Linked DNA regions of Xenopus laevis: region 2 is linked to region 1. The links are chromatin contacts, called in public Hi-C maps. All regions are on one chromosome and are shown on one strand. The core of a region is the stretch at or near the end of the contact, and the rest is flanking DNA. Distances in the headings are between cores, read along the strand shown.

Evidence for each region. Hi-C and Micro-C count contacts between places; a contact is called where the count stands out from the background.
Region 2: a Hi-C map of the XL177 cell line shows a contact between it and region 1, with 4 times the contacts expected there. The contact joins the enhancer-like site here to the promoter of LOC108716886 in region 1. A contact is called at or near these places in 2 of 4 Hi-C or Micro-C datasets (the XL177 cell line and the XTC cell line).

What each region holds. Positions count from the first base shown.
Region 1 is chr5L:91,189,182-91,195,564 of Xenopus_laevis_v10.1, forward strand. LOC108716886 (melanocortin-2 receptor accessory protein 2) reads right to left here and starts at 3,219. Exons shown (of 4, transcript XM_018263423.2): 1 at 2,797-3,219.
Region 2 is chr5L:91,491,456-91,497,179 of Xenopus_laevis_v10.1, forward strand. No RefSeq gene overlaps it. Among protein-coding and RNA genes, the nearest start is that of snap91.L, 20 kb to the right of the region's middle. Within about 2 kb of position 2,891, at least 2 of the 7 cell types and tissues checked have an H3K27ac peak or open chromatin away from gene starts, as enhancers often do.

The DNA.
Region 1 (6,383 bases), core at 1,969-4,468:
TTTCAATGGGGCATGTAGGTGCCGAATGCAGGAAAAATGCAGCATGTTGCGTCTCAACCTGCGTTCGGCGGCTACATGTGCCTGTGTGAGTACAGCCCCATTGAAAAAAACTGAATGTGTCTACTCCTTCGCTCCCCTGCGGCTGAACGCATAAAAACGGAACGCAGGGGAGCGCAGCTTCAAACACTCGTCTGTAAGAGCCCTAAGCAAGGGCATGTCTAATTAACCCCAGACATACCAATATGCAAATAAATCTTCTCACTTCCAGCTAAATCCAGTCCCTTTTTCTAGGTGGACTATTGGAAATTATGCTCAGTACATTAATCTTTGGCTGCTGCTGTTGACAAACTAGCATGGCGGAAGTTGCAGTTCAGTAAATATAATTATTTTTATATGTTCATTTATTGCATATTACAAAAACGAGCAGCCCACAGACAGGATCTCAGCGAATCCAAAATTCACATGTAGCTTGTTTAGCAAGCAGTTGAACCCCATCAATCCACTCACTCAGCAAAGTGGATACTCTCCGTGCCAGACAGCCACCAAAAAGCCAATCTTTGGTTGATGAGAACTAAATGTAGCATAATGTGCTTGGCTCCAGGTGAAACACAAATTTGGCAGAGCCCTTTCATACTTTGCCAGTGGCTTTAGGGCTCTTACTCATGAGCGTTTTTACCTGCGCTCCCCTGCGTTCCATTTTTCGGCGTTCAGCCGCAGGGGAGCGCAGGAATAGACGCATTCGATTTTTTCAAATGGGGCTGTACTCACACAAGCGCATGTAGGCGCCGAACGCAGGTTGAGACGCAACATGCTGCATTTTTCCTGCGTTCAGCACCTACATGCGCCTGTGTGAGTACAGCCCCATTTGAAAAAATAAAATGTGTCTATTCCTGCGCTCCCCTGCGGCTGAACGCCGAAAAACGGAACGCAGGGGAGCGCAGGTAAAAACGCTCATGAGTAAGAGCCCTTAAGGAGAAACAATGTGATTTGTCTTTAAGTGCTCTTACTCACTGGCGTTCTGACCTGTGCTCCCCTGCGTTCCGTTTTTTGGCGTTCAGCCGCAGGGGAGCGCAGGAATAGACGCATGTCATTATTTCAAATGGGGCTGTACTCACTCAGGCGCGTGTAGGCACCGAACGCAGGAAAAATGCAGCATGTTGCGTCTCAACCTGCGTTCGGCGCCTACACGCGCCTGAGTGAGTACAGCCCCATTTGAAATAATGACATGCGTCTATTCCTGCGCTCCCCTGCGGCTGAACACCAAAAAACGGAACGCAGGGGAGCGCAGGTCAGAACGCCAGTGAGTAAGAGCCCTTAAAGTGTTAATCTTAAAACACCTGGACCATTTTATATAGTCATAATAGCAATGGTTTGAGATCAAGTGGAAAATGTTCCAGTCTGACGCATATGATTTGTGAATGAATCCTTTATCAGATAAATGCCCCAATTAGATTAGATTAGAGGGTATAGAGAATGATGCACAGTGCTAAGGCTCCTACTACTGCACTACTCATCAATCCCCCCCACCTGCTCATAAACACAGAAATCAGAGCATGTACTGTCCCTTGTATTTTTTACGGGAATTTATTCAGGTATGGGACCTGTTATCCAGAATGCTCAGGAACTGGGGTTTTCCAAATAATGAATCTCTCCGCAATTTGGATCTTCATATCATAAGTCTACCAGAAAATCACTTAAACGTTAAATTAACCCAATAGGTTGGTGGTTTTGCTTCCAATAAGCATTAATTATATATTATTTGGGATCAAGTACAAGGTACTATTTTATTATTACAAAAAGCGAATCATTTTTAAAAATTTGGATAATTTGTATAAAATGGGGTCTATTGGAGTAATTCCATAATTCAGAGCTTTCGGGTTAATGGGTTACCAGATAAGGGATCCCATTCCTGTACTGTTCTATTATTAGAGAGAAAAGGGAAATCATTTAAACAATATTAATTATTTTTTTTAAATGAAGCCTATGGGTGATAGCCTACTCGTAATTCAGAGTGCCTGGATAACAGGTGTCCGGATAATGAAACCCATTAATGTATCAGGCTTTAAAGGTGTCTGTCCTACAGATATGATGCAATGACAATGGAAACTGCAGCACTGACTTCATTGGAACCTACTGCTCCCTGCCCAGAACTTTTCTAAATGTATTTTATATTAAATGTCCAGTAAACCAGAAGAACAACTAGGTTATATTATTTACATGTACATCTGTAAAACCCTTTGCACTACCCTATGAAGGCAACCACGAGCACACACACATATTTTATTAAGTAATTAAAGGGAAAATGTGTATTATTTACAGCTAGAATTGCCTTACAGCTCTTCCTGTTAAACAATAAAAAAGGCAGTCTCCACTGAATTCTGAAATAAAAGGGACCTGGACAGTGAACTGGTAGTAGTAAAGAGCCAAGATCATTATATGACTGCATAAGTGAGATCTGAAAAAGGCAGCATATACAGTAAATACAGTGTAAGGGGAGAGTGTTACTGTACATACTGTACATTAAAGAACAGATGCTAGCTTAGAATAAAGAGACACGTAATTGCAGGTAACAAACAGTATCATCTGAAAGAATTGCAAATGCTGTTACTTAAAAAAAAACAAAGAAGCAGGTTTTTAAATTATTTTAGTACCTAACTCTTACATTTATAAAGAAACAATAGTTGGATAAATGACTGCACTTTTACAAGATATATGCATATGTATTCAAAAATCACAGAGAGTAATAAGAAACAAATACAACTGTACACTAATATCATACATGTATGAAGTACTTACTGAAAAACAAGCAGATATTCTCAGGCTGTTGCATCTCTTCCCCGGTGACATCTAAATGCCATTCCATTCAGAAAGCAGCCCGCTCAGATAGGGTTGCAGCACACATGCGCACGATAAAGTGTTGCAGTCAACTCAGCTGCAGTTCCGCTAGCAAAGCACAGGGGTCACTGTTTACCTTTAATGTTGCATTGCCATTGGCAGGTGTAACTGGAAGACGTTATAATTCCACTCCACAGCACAGGACAATGAGGGCAGCATGAGCATTTGAATTCACAGTGATTTCAGGCTGCGAGGATTACACACGATGATTCATTTCTTGCTAGTCGCCTGCTCTCCTAATCTGATTGCAAGTGCGTCTTTAGTTCTACCGTATTGTGTTTTGTCCCTTCTTAGTGCTTCTTCCCTTCATTTGAACCACAGGATATATGAGCACCTGGAGCATATTGAATAAAACATGGGAATATGAGTACAGATCTTGTTTCAGATCTTTTTGTTGCAAATAACTTTTCTTTTTTCTTTCTTTTTTTTACTTTTTTTTTTTTTGCATGGAGTTTGTTTGAGGTTAGACTCTTGGCCTAGGCTCTTGTGTGGCAGATATGGGTCCCCAAATTAAATTTTTAAGTGCCAGGTTCTCCTGCACATCAGTGCCATAACATATTAGTACTACTGCAGCACTTTGCATATAGCCATGGCCCATGCAGTACACAACTCAGTCCCATGTGTCTACAGTACTGTAAGCTACCTGAGTAGCCTTTAAAGGAGAAGTAAACCCTAAAAATGAACAGGGCTAAAAATGCTATGTTTTATATACTGCACTTATTGCACCAGCCTAAAGTTTCAGCTTGTCAATAGCAGCAATGATCCAGGACTTCAAGCTTGTCAGAGGGGGTCACCATCTCATATGCTCAGTGGGCTCTGAGCAGCTGTTGAGAAGCTAAGTTTAAGGGTTGTCGAAAATTATCCAGCAGAAAATGAAGTTGGCCTGTAATATGAGATGACGCTACAGGTAGGGATGCACCAAATCCACTATTTTGGAATCGTCTGAATCCTTCGCGAAAGATTCGGCCAAATACCGAACCGAATCCTAATTTGCATATGCAAATAGGGGTTGGAAGGGGAAAAATGTTTTTCCTTCCTTGTTTTGTGACAAAATGTCATGCAATTTCCCTCCCCACCCCTAATTTGCATATGCCTGGGGTGTCAGGTAAGTAAAAGTAGTCACTTGGGGATGCCTAACCCCAAGTAGAAAATGGTATTCTTTCTCCTTAAATACCCATGGAATCATTTGCACAGACAGTTTCCACAAACATGCCTGCTGCATTTGCTTTCCTTGGTTCAACATACACAGTTTTTATGCAGGGTGGATAACAACATGCTGATTCCCTTAGGAGTGCAACACAGTATGAATCCATGATCAAGCTCAAGATCAGAGAAAAGTAACCTTTTTACTTCCTGACACTTTCCACCCTTCATTTACATTATCTCCTGGGAATGTTTCATGCTCTTTAGGGACATATCGATGGTCATTTTTAGTTTATGCATTATGTATATTATATATATACATATTTATTGCAAAAAAGCTGTTGCACTCTAGGGACTTTTGCAGATAGATAAAGAACTTTATTTAGATCCAACGAATCCAGGATTCGGTTTGATGTTTGGCCAGGATTCTGCCTTTTTAAACAGAATTTGAATTTCACCAAACCAAATCTGAATCCTAAAAATCATGTGACTTTTCTTCACAAAACAAGTAAGTAAAAAATATTTCTCTCTTTTTCCCACCCCTCACTGATTTCAGTATGCAAATTAGGGTTCCAATTCGGTTTGGTATTCGGTCGAATCTTTCACAAAGGATTTGAGGGGTTAGGCTAAATCCAAAATAGTGGATTTGGTGCATTTATTTATTTATTTTTGTTTGTTTTTTTACTTATGCGTTTATATTATTTGCCATGTTGAAATACACATTTTGCCTGTAAAAACTAATTCTAAATATTATATTTGAGCTATTTTACTGGGGTTTTAGCAGCAGTTGGCGGCTGGTAATTTTGCATCCTTAAAATCAATACAGGTATCAGACCTTTCCAGAATTGTCGGGACCTGGAGCTTTCCAGGAAACAGATCTTTCTGTAATTTGGTTCTTCTTAAACATTAAAATACCCAATAGGCTGGTTCTGATTCTATTAAGGATCAAGTTCAAGGTACTGGTTTATTATAACAGCTAAAAAAATAAATAGTTTTAAAAAAATGTGGATTATTTAATAAAAATGGAGTATATGGATCCCATACCTGTATATAATATTATTTTAAAAAATCTTGGCACGTTATGCTTTAACCTTTTCCTATACAGACAGCAGCAAGACAACATCTGGTACCTAATGTAGTAAACTACCATAAACAGCAGTTGCATGAAATACATTTTCCTACAATTGCAACTATGGACAGACCCAAAGCTTTTATTTTTAGAAGTAACTAATTGCAAAACATTTCCTTGTAAACTGCACTTATCTTATGCACAGATAAAATATGCATTCCCAGCAGAAAACAGGATTATGGATGCACCTTTGCCACCTCTAATGCCGCATACATCACTCTGTGCATTATCGCACAGCTGGGCTCTATGAAGGAGACACAATTAGACATGAGACACAAAAGAAATGGTGCCAGTTCCCCCCTCCTCAGTCTTTCACTGTTCCATTGTAAAGTGATCATGTCTGGGACTTGAAGTCCCTCTACTTTCCAGAGAATCTGAGCACCACCCATTAAGGTAAGTAGAAAGATTTCAAGTCTCAGAATTCAGCACTTCACAATGGAACAGTCAGGGAATGGGTTGCATTACACTACCAACCCGCAGCACTGTGCCAATTGGATGAGTTAAGAAACTCGCCTCAAGCTGTAGTGCCCCACTGTTTACCGGGGGTAGCAAACATGCCCACGCCTGGTAAGTTTAAGGAGTTTTTTTTACTAAACTTCAAATGTATCTGGTCGGGCATTTTGGGGATAAAACTATAATTTTTTGTGAATTTTTTTTCCAAGATTTATTATAACCTGATGCTGGAAAAAGACAGAATCTGACGAGGTCCTGTGTAAAGTCAGTGGGAATGGCACCTATCTCAACTTGAAGTTATCATGGTCTGTGCTGAGTTTAGCTCGGAAATCTGACTTTTTGGGCAAAAACGTGAAAAAAAATCAAGGGTTTTAGGGAAAAAAGCACAAAAAATTTGAGCGATTCGGGTTTTCGCTCAATTCGGGCATGTAGTTTGGTCATGGTTTTTTTTAATAAAATACGAGATAAATTCGGATTTTAGTAAATAAACGTGGCCATAGAAGTGGCAATTACAATCCTTCTTGGAAAAAATCTTTCCAGGAAAGATCGTTCATTTCAATATACACATGCGTAGAGCTGAATCGTCAGATATACAGGTAGAAACAATAGAATTCTACCTGTATCTGATGATTCAGCACTAAATAGTGGGCGATGTTTGGTGCCTTAAAAGGCGCCCGATCAAAATTTTCTGCTTGGGCCAATCAAGGAAACAACCGATATCCAAGTCTCCTGCCATGCACCCATCAAATATTGTTTCATACGA
Region 2 (5,724 bases), core at 1,641-4,140, 300 kb after region 1:
AGAAAGTCTATGGGGAAAATTCACTATTGGTCGAAAATGCGCTAGCGCCGGCTTCGCCACACTTCGCCACACTTCTCCACACTTCGCCAGGCGTAGTTTCGCCAGGGCTGTGCAAATTCACAAAGATCCGAAGTTGCGCACAGGTTACCGAATGGTTGTGAAGTTGCGCTAGCGATAATACGATAAGCAGTCCGAAGTTACGCTAGCGATGCCTAATTAGCATATGGCGTGCAGTTAAAGTACAATGGACGTGTATGCTGCAGCAACTACATTACTCTACTCAAGGCCAGGGAAACCTAATAAAATTATGTAGAGGTTTGCCCTACACATGTGCCCACTGTATAGTTTAGGTGCCAAATGTAAGGGGGAAGGAGGGTACCCTAAAAAAAATTTTTTGATCTTTTTCAGCCAATCACCCAGTAAAAAGTAAAAAACACCAGCGTTTTTTGGGACTTGAAAAATGTTCAACTTTTTTTTTTGACAAACTCCTATCTACTCTATTGCACTTCGCCTGGTCTGAACTGACAAAGTCAAGTCTGGCGCAAGAGGTAACATTCAGTAAAATCCACCACTTAGTGAATTAGCGTAGTTACGTCCCTTCGCCAGAGCGCAACTTTGCCTGGCGTAAGGGTGCAAAGTACCGCTAGAGTCTGTCTACTTCACTAGCGAATTTAAGCCGGGGGCCATTAGTAAATCGGCGAAGTTCCAAAATGATGTCAAACTGGCGAATTTTCGCTAGCATTCGCCACCTCGCCCTTTAGTAAATTTGCCCCATATGCTAACATCAGGCTGTTTACCCTCCCCCACTACCAGAAGCTGTAATGATGGCCATTCACTGGCAGCTCAGCTCATTTAGCAAGGTTGGCCGAACAAGCATATATGGGAATGGTTTGTCCACCTACACAGAGGGCCAAATTAGGCTGATATGATGGCTGGCCCTAGAGCCAGCGATTGTAGAATACGGAGCACCAGTGGAGGCCTGAAGTAGTTCATTAAAAAAGTAGATATTTATTAGGCATATTTAAAATCCAAATGTAGTGTGCCCAAACATGATAGGGGCCATGTGCTCAACGCCTTTCGTGGCTTCACGCCACTTCATCAGGAGCTCCTGATGAAGTGGCGTGAACAAAAAAGAATGACAGGTGGCAAAATTTCTTTACACAGGCAGATTAGCTGGTAAACCATTTATTTGCAAATGAAAATGTAGCCACTTCAGAAGTAGAAATCACCAGAGATCTTTAAAAGGAGCTATGGAAAAAAGATTTCTAGGCAGGTATATACACTTATATTCCATATGTATATTGCTTAAGGGAAAGGAAAGCTGGCATTCAATTAGATTCTATCTGATCCCATAAATAGAGCACATATTGTATACAAAGTGAAATACTGATGCCCTCCATACATTTTCTTTTTTAAAAAACAAACCATTTTGGGTGGTTACTGGTTAGATATTTTTGCAAAATATATTGCAGAGCAGTGCTGCCACCTTGTGAATTCATCTGTAAGCAACCAGACTATGATGATTTCCAAAAATTCCCAGTTATGTAGAATTAGCAAGTGAAGTCTTCCTGTAATTCTTAAATTCACAGCCCAGATCACATTCACAACTTTTCAGCAAATTTTAAACTAGTCTGAGAGAGGGTCACAGCCCACATTTGCTGGGGAAATGTATAAGGATTCTTTATAGTTTATTTAGGATCAAGTTCATGGCAGAATTTTATTATAGAGAAAAGGGAAATCATTAAAATGTAATTATTTGATTAAAATGGAGTCTATGGGATATGGCCTTGCCATAATTTGTAGCTACCTGGATAAAAGGTTTTCCAGATAACAGATTCCATACCTGTACCCATTTTAGTTTTTTCCTTATCAGTATTTATAGCAGTCAGAACACCATGCGTTACAAGTGTTCTCTTGTGTCTATTTATATTGTTTTTTTTAATGCTTTATAAAGCTTTCTCTGGGTTCCTCCTTAGGTTTATATGAATTCCATTTTGGGGGGTACAAATGTTGGCAGGGAATCTGGTTGCCACATACTTTCACAAAGAAAAGCAACATGGCTTACACTGTTCCATTGTCACTGCCGAGGGTCTGCAGACTGAGTTTGCACCCCAGGAAACACAACACTTCGGGGAAAAAGTTTTATCATAGGGTATTGGTATGGCTCTGCAGAATTTCTCTACTGTCTCTCATCTAGACCAGAAAGACAGGTTTAAAAAATCCCTAAAAAGGAATGGGGTGAGGCTGGCCATTTATTCCAGTTCATCCACTGGGTCATTCACTGCATGTATATTCACTGTATATAAATACTCAAGTCATCAGTTGAGGCATCCACCTAACCTCGTAAAGTGATATGCATTCAGCAAGCTATCCTTGCTATATGCAGGTTAATCATATACATAATTATATGTCTGACCTTGATGCCATGCACCATTTGTAAGAAAATCTCTTCTCTATGCATTACATTATCAAGGCCATTCTTACAATAACCAAATCTTAGATTTTCCTTTTCACACTTCATTCTGTGTAAAACTGCAGTGTACTCTCCTGCTGCTGGAGTTTTGGTGTAAAGCTGGCCATACATATGGAGATCCACTCATTTGGTGAGGTCGCCAAACTACCGGATCTCTCCCCCCGATATGCCCACCTTGAGGTGGGCGATATCAGGCTGATCCGATCTTCATCATCATCATCATTTATTTATATAGCGCTGTCAAGATACGCAGTGCTTTAAATCTTGTGCCCCATATACTGGGCAATAAACTGCAGACTTAATCTGTCCCTAATCTGCCCATGTATAGGCAAGTAAAGCATGTAAGAGACTTGAGATAGCCATCAATGCATTTTGTGCCACAGGCCTTACCAGAGCTGGGCCAGACCGGACAGGTGCCCTAGGCAACCTGGCCAGCCTGGCACAGGCTGAGCGTGCGAATGCATGAACTGGTACTTGATGCTCGCGCACATCAGCGTGTGTGAATGCACGGAAGCGTGAATCGCCGTGCGGGCATGCGCAGAGCCTGACAGCCACTCAGTTTTGTGCCCTAGGCAAGTGCCTATTCTGCCTACCCCTTGGCCCGGCCCTGGGCCTTACAGTTTTTAGTCATATTGATTTAGGTTGCACTGCCCATATTTAGAGGGAGCTGTCCTTAGAGGAAACGTTTTCCAATTTGCTATAAAGAAAATGAATAAAAGTTATATATATATATATATATATATGCAACGGGAAGGCTAGGGCACACACATAAGGAGTTTACATACCTGGGTGCAATACAGAGATGCAATATTCACTCAAGAAAGATGCTGCTGCACACCAGGGTTTATTGTGAAAAAGTTAGTCCTTTATTTGATCGACGTTTCGGTCCTCACCTTGGACCTTTATCAAGATGACCTTTATCAAGATCTTGATAAAGGTCCAAGGTGAGGACCGAAACGTCGATCAAATAAAGGACTAACTTTTTCACAATAAACCCTGGTGTGCAGCAGCATCTTTCTTGAGTATATATATATATATATATATATATATATATATATATATATATATATATATATACATTTATATATATATATTTATATATATATATATATATATATTTGTTTAGCTTTAACAAGCTTTCACGTTTGAATAAAATATCTCTGAGTAATATATGTACCCTTCTTTTACTTACTAAGAAAGGGTATATAACAATGGTTTTCCAAATTCATAAACCAGTTCCTATTAAAGTGGTAGAAAAACGTTCAAAATATAAGTACAGTACAGTAAATATGCACAAAGTCTTCTTCTGAGCAATCCAATTAAATTTACATCTCCTTTTCAACAGTGAAAACAAAAAAGAGTTGATAACAGGGAGCAATACTTCTTTACACAGGAGGATTAGCCGGTAAGCCATTTATTTGCAATTGAAAATGTAGCCACTTCAGAAGTAGCAATCACCAGAGATCTTTAAAAGGAGCTTTGGAAAAAATATTTCTAGACAGCTATAGTTTAGAACACCTATATTTCATATGTATATTGCTATAGGGAAAGGATAGCTGGAATTCAATTAGATTCTAACTGATCACATAAATAGAGCACAGATTGTATACAAAGTGAAATACTGATGCCCTCTATTGGTGCACTTTTAGCATTATGCCCAAAAGTGATGTGCGGGTCGAGACATTCTTGAACCATGCCCGGCCCTAACCCACCCCCTCCCAATCTGCACCCGGCCTGGCCTATTGTCCCGCTATTTATAGACCCGCACCCGACCCTCCCGTCACAAAAGGGGCAGGGGCGGCCTCAAGTCTATATATTTAGGCGCCAGAAGTGCTAGGTCGTGGGCGGGGAGAACAGGAGAAGAGCTCGACCCACGACCAGAAGATTTGGTGCAGGAGTTGGCCCGAACCCACCCAACCCACGAGTAAACCTGAGGGTCCTGGGCTGGCCTGCACATCACTAATGCCCAATATTTTATCACTTGCAGTTAAGTTACTATGCATATCATGTTCCCCTCTTCTTAGAATTCTCTCTAGTAATGAGTAGTTCATGAAAATGTACTAGTTTTATCCACACAAACGACATTGCTACTACTGTGCTGCTGTGCAGAAATGTCTAGCATCTATTCATACACTTAAAGGAGAAGGAGAGGTAGCAATACAAAACTCCAGTAATTTTTTGCTGGCTATGGGTAACTGTCTAGTTGCAAATTTGCTCAGTGTTGATAAATGACCCCCAGTACTAGTGTGCTGATGGAAAGGGCAGTGTATACAAAGCAAGAGAAAGGCCAATATTCAAAATAGCAATTATATTCACTGGGTGTTGCATAGCAAATTGGGACCCCCTCATTATAGAACTTTCCTTGTCCTACTCAACACAGTTGACTATTTGTTCATCAACAGGCTCTTAGATGTTATTTCAGGATGTTTATAGCCAGCAGTTTAACTCACTAACAGGTGTTCAGTCTCTAGAGAACAATGTCTATTGCTATCTCTATATCCGTGATCCTGTCTGATGAGTCTCTACGCTGCCACGCGATGCTTTGAGCCTTTGGTTTCTTTACAAGCTATCCTCAGCCTGTCTCTCCCTCCTTTAATGTGCAACAGAACATGGCCTTATATTATCTATTCCTGTATTTCATATCTTCTGCTGATGCCTCTTGTCTCTGGCACTGCCAACTCCCTCCCAACACCCCTGGCCAATATAAAACTACCTAAAATAGTTCCTAAATATAGGGAGGACAGAATGATTACCCATGATCAGGGCCGCCATTAGAAATCACGGGGCCCCGTACAACAAAATTTTTGGGGCCCCCTGGGCCCCGCCCACACTGACGACCAAGCTCCGCCCCATATCCCGCCCACATCGCAGTTTAAAAGACCACACAGACATCAGCGCTAAAAAAGTAACCCCCCCCCCACACAAGTTGTAAAAAGCTATTGATGGTCAGGGCCCCCTTATCAAAAAAATTGGGGCCCCAAAAAAAAAAAAATTAAATTTTTTTTTTTTTTAAAAACATTGGTGGCAGGGGCCCCCTGTTAAAAAAAACTTGGGGCCCCAACAAAAAAAATGTAAAAAAAACTAAAAAATAAACAAACATTGGTGGCAGGGGCCCCCTTATAAGTTAAAAACAAATTGGGGCCCCAAAAAAATTTAAAAAAAAAAATAATTTTTTTTTGAAAAAAAAAAAAAAACTGGTGGCAGGGGCCCCCTTACAAGTTAAAAAAATTTGGGGCCACCAAAAAGAAAAT